Regions from separate parts of the Mus musculus genome. Here region 2 is linked to region 1. The links are chromatin contacts, called in public promoter capture Hi-C maps. All regions are on one chromosome and are shown on one strand. Each heading gives the region's core, a stretch centred on a gene start, on an enhancer-like site or on the middle of the called end of the contact. The rest is flanking DNA. Distances are from core to core; before and after follow the strand shown.

Region 1 (6,123 bases), core at 3,624-6,123:
AAACCCGTGAGCAAATACTGGATTGGGGCTGTGCTGAAGTGTTTTGGGTGATCTGTACAGTGGCTTAAACATATGATAGGTTGATGCTGGTAGGTGGAAGGATGGGTGGACAGCGGTGTAACAAAGGAGGCAGAGTAACTTGTCCCTATAAACTAGAGGTGGTGGACCGATAGTGGTTCCCTGCCCAGTGCTTGTGTTTGTACAGCTTCATAATAAAATGTTGAAAAAAAAAAAACAAACAAAAACCAAACAAACTGAAATGCAGCAAGCTAAAAAAGAAAAAAGAAAGAAAAGAAGTGTTCTAAAGTAGTTTAAATTCACTGTAACCAGTAAGACCACACAGAGACGTATGGGTAGAAAACCACTAATCTCTTTCAGTTGTTTATTTTGTTTTAGTTATTGGTGGTTCAGGGTTTGCCTATGTAGCCCAGGCTAGCCTCAAGCTTGCCCCGTATCTTGGGGATTCTGCCTCATCTTTCAAGCACTGGGAATTCAGGCCTACATCACTATATCTGTCCACTAGCTCTTCACATTACAGTGCCTCCCCCTATCCATAGCAGACATGTCCCAAGTCCTTCAGCAGATGCTGGAAGCCATGAATAGTACCAAACCCTATCTTGGACACTACACCTTCCCTCTGCATATACACCTATGATGGAGTTTAGGATATAAATTAGGTATAGAGAATAACAACTAAGAATAAAATATAGCATGCACAACAATATTATATTTGTGTTTTATTAAAAAAATAAGAAGGAAGGAATATGTTTGAGGGAGGCACGGTATGGTGTAGGGGAAGGGGTGTCCCTTTGGGCCCATGCTGAGGCATCCCTTTTCCCTGCGGTACCAGCCACACATGATGGTATAGTATAGATTAGAGTTTACATAGAGAGGAGTAGAGGCTGGCCATGATCATGTGTAGAGGGGGTGCGGAGAGGAATGGGGAGAGAGAGAAGAGGGTAAGGGGCAAGAGCGAGAAGAGAAGAGAAGAGAAGAGAAGAGAAGAGAAGAGAAGAGAAGAGAAGAGAGCAAGAGAGCGAGAAGGGGGCGAGCAGCCCCTTTTATAGTGAGTCAGGCACACCTGGCTGTTGCCAGGTAACTGTGGGGCAGAGCCTAGACAAAATGCCAACAATATGTACCAAAATTTACATGAATTTGTTCAGAACACACATTAATCTTTTCCATGAACTGCCATTCATCATGGGTAACTAAAACTCCGGGAAGTGAAAGCCGTTAAGGAGACTGCTGATGGTGGAGGGGATGATAGGCAGGGAGGAGGCTGAGCAGGGGCCAGAGGTTGAGGGTCTCAGGAGGATCTGGGGGAGGATGCAGACCGTAGATGCTCTCCAGCAGAGTGGGGTCCTGTGCCGTGGAAAGCAGCCCCCTGCTCCTCAGTGGTCCTGGCTAGTGGAACTGGCTCTCCAAACTTGTTTTTCTATACAGACATCAAAATCTAACAAGTGTTAGTGTAACACAGCCTGCCAGGAACGAAGATATTCTAAAGAGAAACTTGTGTTTCTCAATTGACTATTAGATTGTTGAAACAATGGACCCACAGAGAAATGAGAATTTCCCTCAGGAGTCTCATGCTCTGAGAAGGACTGAGCACCAGGCCAGCCAGAGGGGGAGTGTGTCTCCCTGAAAGAGACTTCACACACACATGTTTCTAAGAACTTGGCAGGACACATTACGGGGTGAGAATATAAAACCCAGATACTAATGTATTCCAGGACCACACCTTGAATAGGATTGCTTAGATAGTCATATCCTAGCTTTCTGTTTAAAACTTGCTCTTATTTCTGAACCCTTAAGACTGACTGGAGGGTCTTCACTGGATTCCCTTTTTCCTCTCCCCAGTGTGGCCACGTTGAATAGATAAGTCTCCCCTTCTGCTTTCCACTTTTAATTTGGCTTTTTACATTGGCTTATCGAGGATGGGTTGCCAGACCTGACGTGATTGGGATCCCAAGCGTGATAAACGTTAGGCGCGAAGACGGTGAGAGAGAAATGCCAGTCTTCTGTTTTAAGCTGGACTGTGCTCTTTCTAGGAGGTTGGCTGTTAATCCTACTCATAGAAAATAAGGCCACTACCATGATTTAAAGCCAAATTGGAAGCAAGCTTTAATTAAATACTGGCCAGGTTGATGGACTCTCTGGCCAGGTCCATGTATGGGTTTCCAGAAAATAACCGTGAGTCATGTTCTGCAGGGGCTTGTAAAGGTAAAACCCACAACCCAGTGAATTTCCCAACAGGTCCAATCTGGGGCGAGCCACATCCTGACATATTTCCTGCCCACTTACCTCTTGCCCACATGTGATCGAGCACATCCATTGTTGTCGGGCCAAATGAACTTGTTTAGGGGAGTTAAAACCATGTGGCTTTTTATCTCCTATGAACAATAGCCTTCAGCACTTGAGGAAATATCTGTCCTTGGGCAAGGGGCTTATGGCGTAGAGGCATTTTTGTTACATAGACATTGTAGGCACAGTAATGAAAATTTAAGACAGAACTTTGGCTTTCACACTACAGGCTGATAGTTCCTTCCTACTTGATGGGAGCTTTAAGCTTACAGCCTCAGCACCTGGCCAGTGATGTACCTTCATAGCCAGGGCATGGTGGTTTGATGGGAGATGGTGCCTCAAACATCTACAATCTAAGCTTTCCTTCCAACACTCATGGGCATGTGATCCTGGCACACCCTCAAACTACTTATCAGTTAAAATGGAGACAGTGGTGTTTGGCTGGCAGAGTTGTATGGCAGTTATAAGTTACGTACGACTGCTTCAAGTTCATCCGTACTTTCTCAGATCCAAGGCTTGCCTCGAGCTCCTGTTGCTCTAATTATCGATGGCTTTGGACACAGTTACACAGGCCCTCCACCTTGAATTATACTCAGCCTCTATCCTCAGCTTCGGCAGTAGTTGACTGAACCAAGTGTATATAAAAATATCTGAAAAAAAAATTGCGCCTGGCGTGGTGGCGCACGCCTTTAATCCCAGCACTTGGGAGGCAGAGGCAGGCAGAGTTCTGAGTTCTGACCAGGCCAGCCTGGTCTACAAAGTGAGTTCCTGGACAGCCAGGGCTACACAGAGAAACCCTGTCTCGAACCCCCCCCCCAAATTGTGTCTATGTTGATCCCACACAGACTTATTTATGCCCCAAATGCACAGTCTACTGTGTGTTGTACCAGATCGGTGATCAAAAAACATTTTAAAGCATACAGGAGGACGTGCATATATCCATGTAAATACTATGCCTTTTATTGTTTTTATTCATTAATTATTTGTATATGTGTGCACACATGTGCAGGTGTGGAGGCATGTTCACCCATGCTTCTGCAGGTGGAGGTTCACAGGCTGATGGAATGTCTCTCACTGGGAACTCACTGGCCAGCAACTCTAGCCAGAGAGCAAGTTCCTGCCTCCTCTTGTCTGCTCAGTCACAGGCATGTACCATTGTACCTGGCTTTTACATAGGTGCTGGGCATGAGGCCCTCATGGCTTGAACAGCAAACAGTTTGTTCATGAAGTCATCTCTCCAATCGTTTAAAACACTTTTATTATTTTATTTTTCATTATTTTTTCAATGGCATTTCATGTAAAGAATTTACACATCCAAGGACCTAGGTGTCCATGATGGGACCCACAGCGATCCCTCACGACTACTGATTGGACGCCATGTGTGTGCTTTTCTCAACTACAGAGACCGTTTTTCTCTTGAGTTTCTCCCACCTTGCTTTGCTAAACTCTCCTTTTGTTTGCACGTCCCAAAAGTTCCAGGCTCCTACTGGTTCCCATCTCTTCTTGGTTCTCACCTCCCACTGGGCCACCATAGTGCATCTTTTGCCTTCTCCCCTTCCTCCTCACATATTATTTTAATATTTACAAAGTCATATTCTCAAGCATTGGCCTCCCACCAAGTCCTCCTTATTCTGTAACTGGCACCACCAGCATCACCAGATGCTCAGGCAAATCCCTGATGTCATCTTTGACCCATTTTTCTCTTCTGAAGCTAATATATTTTGTTGCTTCAAAACTCTGTTCACACTTGGGTACCTGTTTCCTCTCCACCCTCAGGATTGGTAGCCCAACCAGAACTGCCAGCCCTTCTCACCTGGGCTACAGTGCATCCCAACAAATTAGTCTCCTAGCTTCCACTCCTGTGAGATTCTAATTTTCCCCTACAGAGGCCACATTTGTTCAAAATAAACAAGCAAACAAACAAAGCAATGGAGCCAACAAAAAAGTTCAGTGGGTAAAAGCAAGGGCTGCCAAGCTGGACCGCCTGAGTCTGATCCCCAGGTCCGTCATGGTGGAAGGAGAGACCTGACTCCCACGAAAGTTGTCCTTCAATCTCACATGGACACCATGCCACCCCCTCCCTAAATAAATAAGTAAATAAATAAAAGCCAAAACCAACTCACAACTCTCTTCATCTCAAAGCTCTTTAATCTTTTCATAATAAAAACCCAAGCCTTTAGCCATGCCTGGTGATGTAGGTGGTGATCCCAGGGCCCCGTGGAGACAGAGGAAGGTGGATCTCATGTTCAAGACAGGCCCAGGTTCGAGGACAGCATGAGTAATTGAGTGAGACCCTCTGTCAATTTTTAAAAAACGTGCCCCTTCTACAAGAAAAAAGGCCTGTTGTTGCAATTCAGCACATGCAGAGGACACTAGGTTCATTCCTCAGTGTAGCTGTCCAGCTGGGAACCTGAAAGGGAGGCTGGAAGTGTAGAGAAAATCCACAGACCCATCCTTTGTTTCAGCTGGATTATGTTGCAAAGCAAGCTCAGCGGGCAGTCTGCTCCTGTAGGAAATTGCAGGTAGGGCAAGGCAGAAGACTCCACCCTAGGTCAGGCTAAATTGGTTGAAGACCAACTGTGGCAAACAATTAAGGTCTGTTTAGCCTGCTCAAGGCTGCGGGAAGGGCACACCTCAGTGCTTATAAGAGGAAAAACTAACCGCATATCCTAAGGATTTCTGTAAGGCTCAAGACTTCTAATGTTTTGGGGTATTTGTTTTATTTTGTTTTGTTGTTTTTGATATGATCTAATCCTGTAACAGTGGCTGGCTTGAAACTCAATATGTAGAGTAGATGGGCTTCATATTCACAGAAATCCACCTGCCTCTGCTCCCTGAGTGCTGGGGTTAAAGCTTACAGGTGTGTGTCTTCAGATTCAGCCAGGCCTTCTCCTACCCTGTAACTACCATTTGTTTGTTTGTTTGTTTATTATTTTGTTTGGACGGGGCTGATAATAAAGTTTTGTCACATGCCAAACATATACTTTAGCAACGAGTTACTTCCCTAGCCCTGACTTTCATTATATGTGGGTCTGGCAGAGTCTCACGTCATTGGGTTTCTGATCAAATTGCGCCTCAAAGGAAAAACATTCCTGACTCCCTACAGCCATACTCTGTCTCCTGGCTTTGTCATATTTTTCTTTCTAGAGCCCCCACTACTTGATGTATTTTCAGTTATGTAAAGGTTTAGAGAGTGAATGAATGAGGGAGAAGACACTTGGCTCTGCCCAGCTCTGTGTAGAGCCTGGAAAATGCTCCCAGCAAACTGATGACAGGGGCCACGCTCACAGTCCTTTGTGAAGAACACGGGCAGTGCTGGGGGGGGGGGGGTGAGGGCAATACTAGAGTCTTGATTCAAGGCTGGATCCTGAGTGAAAGGACAGTCCTTGGCAGTTTACTCATAGATTGGTTTTGGTTTGAAGGGTGGAGTGTCCCATGGTCTGGGAATTACTGCCCCTGACCAATTGTTCTGTTCTCCTAACAAAATCCTCTTCATTGGTGCCTGGTCCCCTGTGGCTGCCTGGGACATGTTTCTTCTTAAAGACCCTGAAGGCAGCACTAGTTGGAGATTATATGCTTGACACAGCTTCTGCTTGTTTCTAGAAAGCACTGCACAAAGTTCTACAAAGGCTGGTGAAAGACATTTGTCAGATTTGTCCACTGGGTGTGCTCTGAGCCAGTTCTGCTGAGATACTGGCTCCTCTAGTTGCTGCAGACAAACAGATGCAGCCCTGTCCACCGCCGGCAGGAAGTGAGGCCTTTCATCTCCGGTGAACGATCGCTTTATGCTTCTCTGAAAAATCGAATTACATTCAGTGTTAA
Region 2 (6,546 bases), core at 3,112-5,611, 1.8 Mb after region 1:
AATTTGAAATATAGTATACAGCAGCTGAAGGGCTATGTTATTTAATTTGATGCCAACACCATTCTAACTCAATGATTGACTATGAACTTGCTTACCATATTCCTAGGAAAATTAATTTCACATAAATAAAATTTTGAAGAAAGCTAAGATGCATGTGATTTTATTGGCCAGAGCAATCCTGTGGCCAAGCCAAAGGTTGACAGGTACAGGGAGGTGCCATCCTCCCATAGATCAAAGTCAAGAACACAAGGAACAGAGTGTTCCTTTCCCTTCTTTTCCCTCCTCTTTTCTCCTGCAAACAAATTTCACTTTTAAGCATATTTCCTTTAGGTGCAGAAATTACATTCCAGGCCATTCCACACCTTGGCTGTAGAGCTTTCTGCTCATTGGTAACCCAGCAGCATCCTATCCAGCCCTTTTGGCTTTTGTAGGAAATGGGGAGATGGAACATTTGCGATTCCTCATGGGATTGGCCTCCCACCACGGCAAAGGACTTTTGTGCAGAAGCTCTGCAGATGATAGACAGTGTGATGGATGCACTTCTTGTCCTTCTGGCAGACAGCTTCACTACGCCTGCTGTCAAGCATGGACTACAAAAGAACAAGTCGCAGGCTACGTTCCCAGACATGTCCTCTAGAGACTCAGTGGTGAGGCAATACTAAATCTTCAGGTGGTAACACAACCAAGGTGCCCTTCTTACTCCAGCTAGAAGGCTGTCACTCAGCTCCACACCACCCACAACTAATTCATGGTGATATAGGGCAGCGGAGGAGGGAGGATATTCTGTGTATATTGCCTTTCCACAGAAAATCACCTGAGTAATCATGACCTCAATAAGCCATAATCTCTCCTGTAGGGATAGGTAGCATTTGATTTATTTATTTTCGGGTAATGATAGAATCTCTATGACTACCATCTACTTCCCTTTTCTCTTTCTTGGTTTCATCTCCTGCATCACCATCTTCAACACCCCAGCAGCATGTGGGTTCTTTAGACAGCATGAAGTTACAGCCTTCACAAGCCACATGAAAGCACAAAAGCTTGTGTTCTTAAATTCCAAACTCTCTTCTTTAAAAACTCCATTTTGTTACATGTGATTCTGACATCTGCTTTGAAAGATCAAAAGTGCAGACTTGACATTAATTTCCCTCTCTCTTTCTATTTTTTTTCCTGTGTCATTATCCTTTCTCCAGGACAGAATGCAGAAGATGCACTTAATGTATGGACAGGATGACTGAGACACTAAACTCTTTATTTATTGAAATTTCAACAGCCACACAATTCAAGGGCCACTGTACTGAATAACACAGTTGTACGACCAAGTATCATGTTGTTTAAAGTCATACAGTGTTCTTAATGGCTCCCCATGACTGATGTACACAAAGCCATGCTTATTAGGGTATTATTGGTGGCTTTTCATGTTACTGTGAAGAAATACTTTGACCAAATTAAGGTAACAGAGTTAATTTGAGCTCACAATTTGTGGGTACAGACCACCATGGCAGGGCAGTCACAGCAGTAGAACCTGAAGGCAGCTGGTCACACTGCATCTGCTATCAGGAAGAAGAGAGAGATGAACGATAATCCTCAGCTCACTCTCTCTCTTTTATATACAGCCCAGAGAATGGTGCTGCACACATTTAAGGTGGCTCTGCTTACCTCTGCCAACCCAAACATTCTCTTACAGACGTACCCATAGGCTTGTTTCTCTGGTGAATCCAGCTCCTGCTAAATTGATAAGCACTATTAACCATATGGTCATTTTTTTTTTTATTGCAGGCAAATGAATGGAACTAGAAAATATCATCCTGAGTGATGTAACTCAGATCCAAAATGACATGCATGGTTTGTACTCACCAATATGTGGCTATTAGCCAAAAAAAAAAAGTATAGAATACCCAAGATACAGTCCACAGAACTCAAAAAGGTCAACATGATGAAGGGCCCAAGTGAGGATGCCTCAGCCCCACTTGGGAGGGAGGGAGGGGCCTGGGAGGGAAAGGGGATGGGGGGGGGGAGAGGGGAACATCATCTGGTATTGGGGGGGGGGAAGACTGAAGCCCTGGGGGCCAGAAGAAAGAATGGAAACAGGTAACCTTGGGAGGTAGGAGTTTGGGGAAACCCTTCAGAATGCACCAGAGGCCTGGGAGGTGAGAGACTCTCAGGACTCAAAGGGAGGGACCTTAGATGAGATGCCCTACATTGGGAAGAGGGAACTTGTAGAGCCCACCTCCAGCAGAAAGACCCAGCATCAAGTGAGGGATGGGGTTGCCATCCCACAGTCAAAACTCTGACTCATAATTGTTCCTGTCTGAAAGAACTGCAAGGATGGAAATGGAGAGGAGCTCCAGGAAAAGAAGGTCCAGCGACAGGACCAAAGTGGGATCCAGCTCAAGGGGAGGCCCCAAGACCTGACACTATTACTGAGGCTATGGAGCGCTCACAAAAAGTGACCTATCATGACTGCCCTCCAAAAGACTCAACAAGCAGCTGAGAGAGTCAGATGCAGATATTCGCATCCAACCAATGGACAGAAGTTGCTGACTCCTGTGGAGGCTGAGGAGGAGGGTGACCCTGTAGGAGGACCAGCAGTCTCAATTGACCTGGGCCCCTGAGATCTCTTGGACACTGGAACACTATCCAGGCAGCATACATCAGCTGATATGAGGCCCCCAACAAATATACAGCAGAGGACGGCTGGGTCTGGGTTTAGTCAGGAGAAGGTGAACCTAACTCTCAAGAGACTGGAGGCCACAGGGAGTTTAGAGGTCTGGTGGGGTGGGGGGTGGGGACATCCTTGTGGAGACAAGGGGGGTGGGGAGGAGGTATGAGATGTGGAATGGTCGGAGGGTGGAACAGGAGGGGAATAACATCTGCAGTTTAAAATAAATATAAATAAATAAATAAATAAATAAATAAATGAATGAATAAAGGATTTTTAAAAACTCAAAATAGAAGTACTTTGTTTATATAAACATGACGTTGACATGACTGTATGTTGCCACATACAGTCAGTCACAAGCACGATGCCTTCACTGCTAATTGACCAGAACTCTTGACCTAATAAGCAGAGGCTGAGCTCACAATTAATTAAAGATTTCATGTTCATTCAGCCAAAACATGCCTCAAACCATCATTTGTTCCGCTGGCCAGTAAGACACTTACATCCATATTTAGGGCATCTTTCTACTGTAATCAACACACTGCAGAGAATCTCGGGTCATAGATGGATGCTCTTCCTTTTTTTTTTTTTTTAAACTATTTTCATAATAGGAATGATCCTGGATTTTCCCATTATGCTATCTTCCATTGTATCTGCCACAGTGGACTACATGATAGCCTGTATGTAGTTAGATTTGGAAAACAGCACTCTTTCATTTCCATCTACCAAACAGCAGTGCTTTCTACTTGAGATAGGGAAGCTGGAGATGAGAGAGTCCCAGCAGTTTTCCTAAAATTGCTGATTAAATATGTGAGATTCTAATGGGAAGACTCACATTTGTTTGATCCAATGTCTCTACTGCCCAACAACTCTGACTTGATATATATAAAGATGACAACTAATTGAGATCACATGTGATTTTCTTTCTTTTTTTTACATTATTTATATTTATTTAGTGTGTGTGTACGTAAGACAACATGCAGGAGTTAATTTTCTCCTACCGTGTATGTTCTAGACACTGAACACAGGTCAATAGGCTTCTTTACCTATTGAGCCATTTGCTGTCCCCCTCACCTGCCACCTTCCAAGTCTAATGAGCCACAATTTCTTTCAACCAGCTGGTAAATGCCAGTGGGCTGCCCAGCTGATACCATTTCAGGTCTAGTGGCGGTAAGGAGATGGACATAGCTATGGTAATAGAATCTAAATCATACAAGAAAGCTGTCTCAGGTTGTGCTAGTAGACAAGACGTTACTGATTCAATCTTATGTAAACTTTTGGTTACTTACTGGGTTTGAAAAAGATTAAGGATGGCATTTTGGGATGCATGCTACGCCTAGTTCGAAACCCCTTTGTCCCAAGCTTAACACTGTGATTGAACACCAATAAGGTGACTTTATACAATTTAACGAACACATCTGCCTAACATATCTTCATATGAATTCAACACTGAACATCTCGCATTCGCTTGAGAGAAAATAGGAGTCAGACGTTTACTCTGTTTGTTGTTGTGTCGTTGGTTTCACTATTCAAGCACGAAAGTATTTCCTTTACTACAAGGCTAAAGCCTAAACGTCTTGGTCATACTGTCTTCTCTCACCTCTGCACAAAAGCTGTCCCTACAAACTTTGGACAGAGGAAAGGTGGGAGCGGCAAACTACAAGTCCCAGCATGCACGGCGCATTCCGCACAGGCGCACGGGGACCACCCGGCCAGCTGGCTAGCCAGCCTGCGGAGACTCCCCGGTTCGCTCGCCGGGCTGGGGCTGGGGGCTAGCTACAGCTGGGGCTGACCGCCGGGCGCCTTGGGCGGCCCCGGGCGTGGCACAGAGAAGGATGCGGCGGGCGGACTAGGCGGAGGTGCTCTCGGGAGGCTGGGCGCGGGCCAGGCGGCTCCCCAGGCTCCGCAGTGCCGCCGCCGTCGCCCGGGAGGCTGGGCGCGGGAGCCATGTAACCCTGCGGTGGGCTCCGGGCAGCTCAGTCCTTCCCCAGCTCCCGGGCTAGCGCGGCAGCGGGGCCACGATGAAGAAGCAGTTTAACCGCATGCGCCAGTTGGCCAACCAGACGGTGGGCAGGTAGGTCACCCGCTGGCCGCCCAGGGCCGGCACGCCCGCGGGGCTGCATCTGCCAGGCGCAGGTGATGGAGCTGCCCGGCCTGGAGCTTGTGCGTCCCTCCTGGGTCCGCGCGGGTCGTTGGTGAGACCTTTCCTCTCCCGACCCCTGCTCGCTTCTCGCTCGCCGGTCTAGGCTCAGAGAGTGACGCATCCTCACCTGCGTCCCCAGCTGCCCCTTCACCTCGCCCTCTCTGCCTTTCCTCGGGACTCCCTTTTCCTCTGGTAGCGATTCTTCCTGGAAACAGGTGTTTGCTCTGCTGGAGCTGCTGGCTGCCGAGTCGTTGGCTGCCTCTGGAGATCTCTTCCTCCCTGCGCCCAGTTCAGGGCTGCTTAGGGTCCTGAGGTAGTGTTGGGCCTGGTCGACACCCTCCTTCCCCACTGGAGCCCTGTTTGTTTTCAGGGGCTGTGACTGTATGGGATGCTGGATCACTTTCCTGGCTGTTTTTTCCTCAGCGTTTGGGGGTGGGGAAAGGATGGCGAGAAGGGGGAAGGTGCTGGCTGATGTAGGCTCGGTCCCAAGACTGATTTCAGTGGAGGGAGGGAGGGAGGCTGCGAAAGTGAGGTTCAACTCCCTTGGAAGATGAGAGGAGGATCAGAGAGAGGAGGATCAGAGGCTCTCAGCCAGGTAGGGGATGGGACAGTCTCTCCTCCCTCCCAGTCCAGAACAGCTTGGCCCCAGGAATCTGCAGGACCCAGACTGCTCTCATCTTGGTGAACATGGACTAGATCTGGGCCAGTGTCTCCAGGAGCGGATCTGTGGGGTGCCAAGATCTATTAAGGTTACATAAGGATTCTTAGTGGGTCCCGTCCAAAGCTAGACATTCTTGAAACACAGGCTTGTTAGATAGAGGGGGATTTTTCATGGAATCTGTGTGCCCAGGGCCGGATTTCTGTGTGGTTGTTAAAGGAATTTAGGTGTGCAGTTTAAAGTAAGCAGAAAGGGAAGAACCAAGCCTTGGGTGCAATTCAAGTGCAGGCTCCACACATAGAGTGCTCTCGGCCAGGTTTGTTGAGAAACCAAATACCTTTCTTGGGTGGGAAATGGAGCTTGAGCTGGCACCTGGTAGGGTGGGGGTGGGGACTTCCCTGGAGAATAGAGGACATGAGGGAAGCATACTGCCCTAGTTACAGTGGGCATTTGAGGGCAGGGGATGTGATGGCTTCTCATGCTTTCAGGAACTCCAGATGGTTTCCAAGTAACCTAAGCGTTTCCAAGCTTCTAAACTAGACTTGGATTCATTTTCCCTTCCCAAACACATGTGCTTTAACATGAGGGGGGAATTTATGAATAGCAGAGTCAGATTAGCCCAGATTTTTGGCACGGTATTGCCACAAATATAGCCTCACGTGGACTGTCTTTGGTATGTTGGATGCTGAGATAGTGCTTTCCTGGTACTGGGGGGTGTAGCTGTTGGTTGTCAAGCTGACCATTCTTTACTGTCTTGGCTTCTGGATCACACTCCCTGGGCTCTGGCATACATGATGGCAGTAGACATCCCAGGGGTGGGCCCCTCACTCTGACCACAGGTTGCTGTTTCTCATGGAGTATTCTCAGTCCACTTAGTAGCCTGGTGTTCTCTTGGAGTGTTAGAGATTGGTGCTCGGATATAGATGTCTCAGGGAAGGCATTCGTGTTGCTTCCAGACACCTGGCTCCTATCTTCCTTCAGGACTTGTTTTTAAGTTGTGAGATTTTTGAGGCATGGGCATAGGAACTATATTTTTCACTGTCATTCGTGGAGGAAATGAAAAATAGGCAAAAGCAGACTGAA

What was found. Promoter capture Hi-C pulls out the DNA fragments that hold promoters and counts their contacts.
Region 2: a promoter capture Hi-C map of stem cell-derived epiblast-like cells shows a contact between it and region 1, with 3 times the contacts expected there. The contact joins the promoter of Arhgap44 here to the enhancer-like site in region 1. A contact is called at or near these places in 4 of 39 promoter capture datasets (embryonic stem cells, hippocampal neurons, liver and 1 more) and 2 of 115 datasets of contacts at active chromatin or transcription factors (astrocytes and embryonic stem cells).

Annotation. Positions count from the first base shown.
Region 1 is chr11:67,010,506-67,016,628 of GRCm38.p6, reverse strand. It overlaps Gm12299 (predicted gene 12299), which reads right to left. Exons shown (of 3, transcript NR_165257.1): 3 at 4,431-6,094. Among named protein-coding and RNA genes, the nearest start is that of Gm12299, 11 kb to the right of the region's middle. Within about 2 kb of position 4,873, at least 75 of the 459 cell types and tissues checked have an H3K27ac peak or open chromatin away from gene starts, as enhancers often do. A contact at or near this core is called in embryonic stem cells and stem cell-derived epiblast-like cells, where this site is marked.
Region 2 is chr11:65,160,776-65,167,321 of GRCm38.p6, reverse strand. It overlaps Arhgap44 (Rho GTPase activating protein 44), which reads left to right and starts at 4,361. Exons shown (of 20, transcript NM_001099288.1): 1 at 4,361-4,736. The coding sequence starts at 4,684. It overlaps LOC115487730 (a long non-coding RNA gene), which reads right to left. Exons shown (of 3, transcript XR_003949568.1): 2 at 4,933-6,501.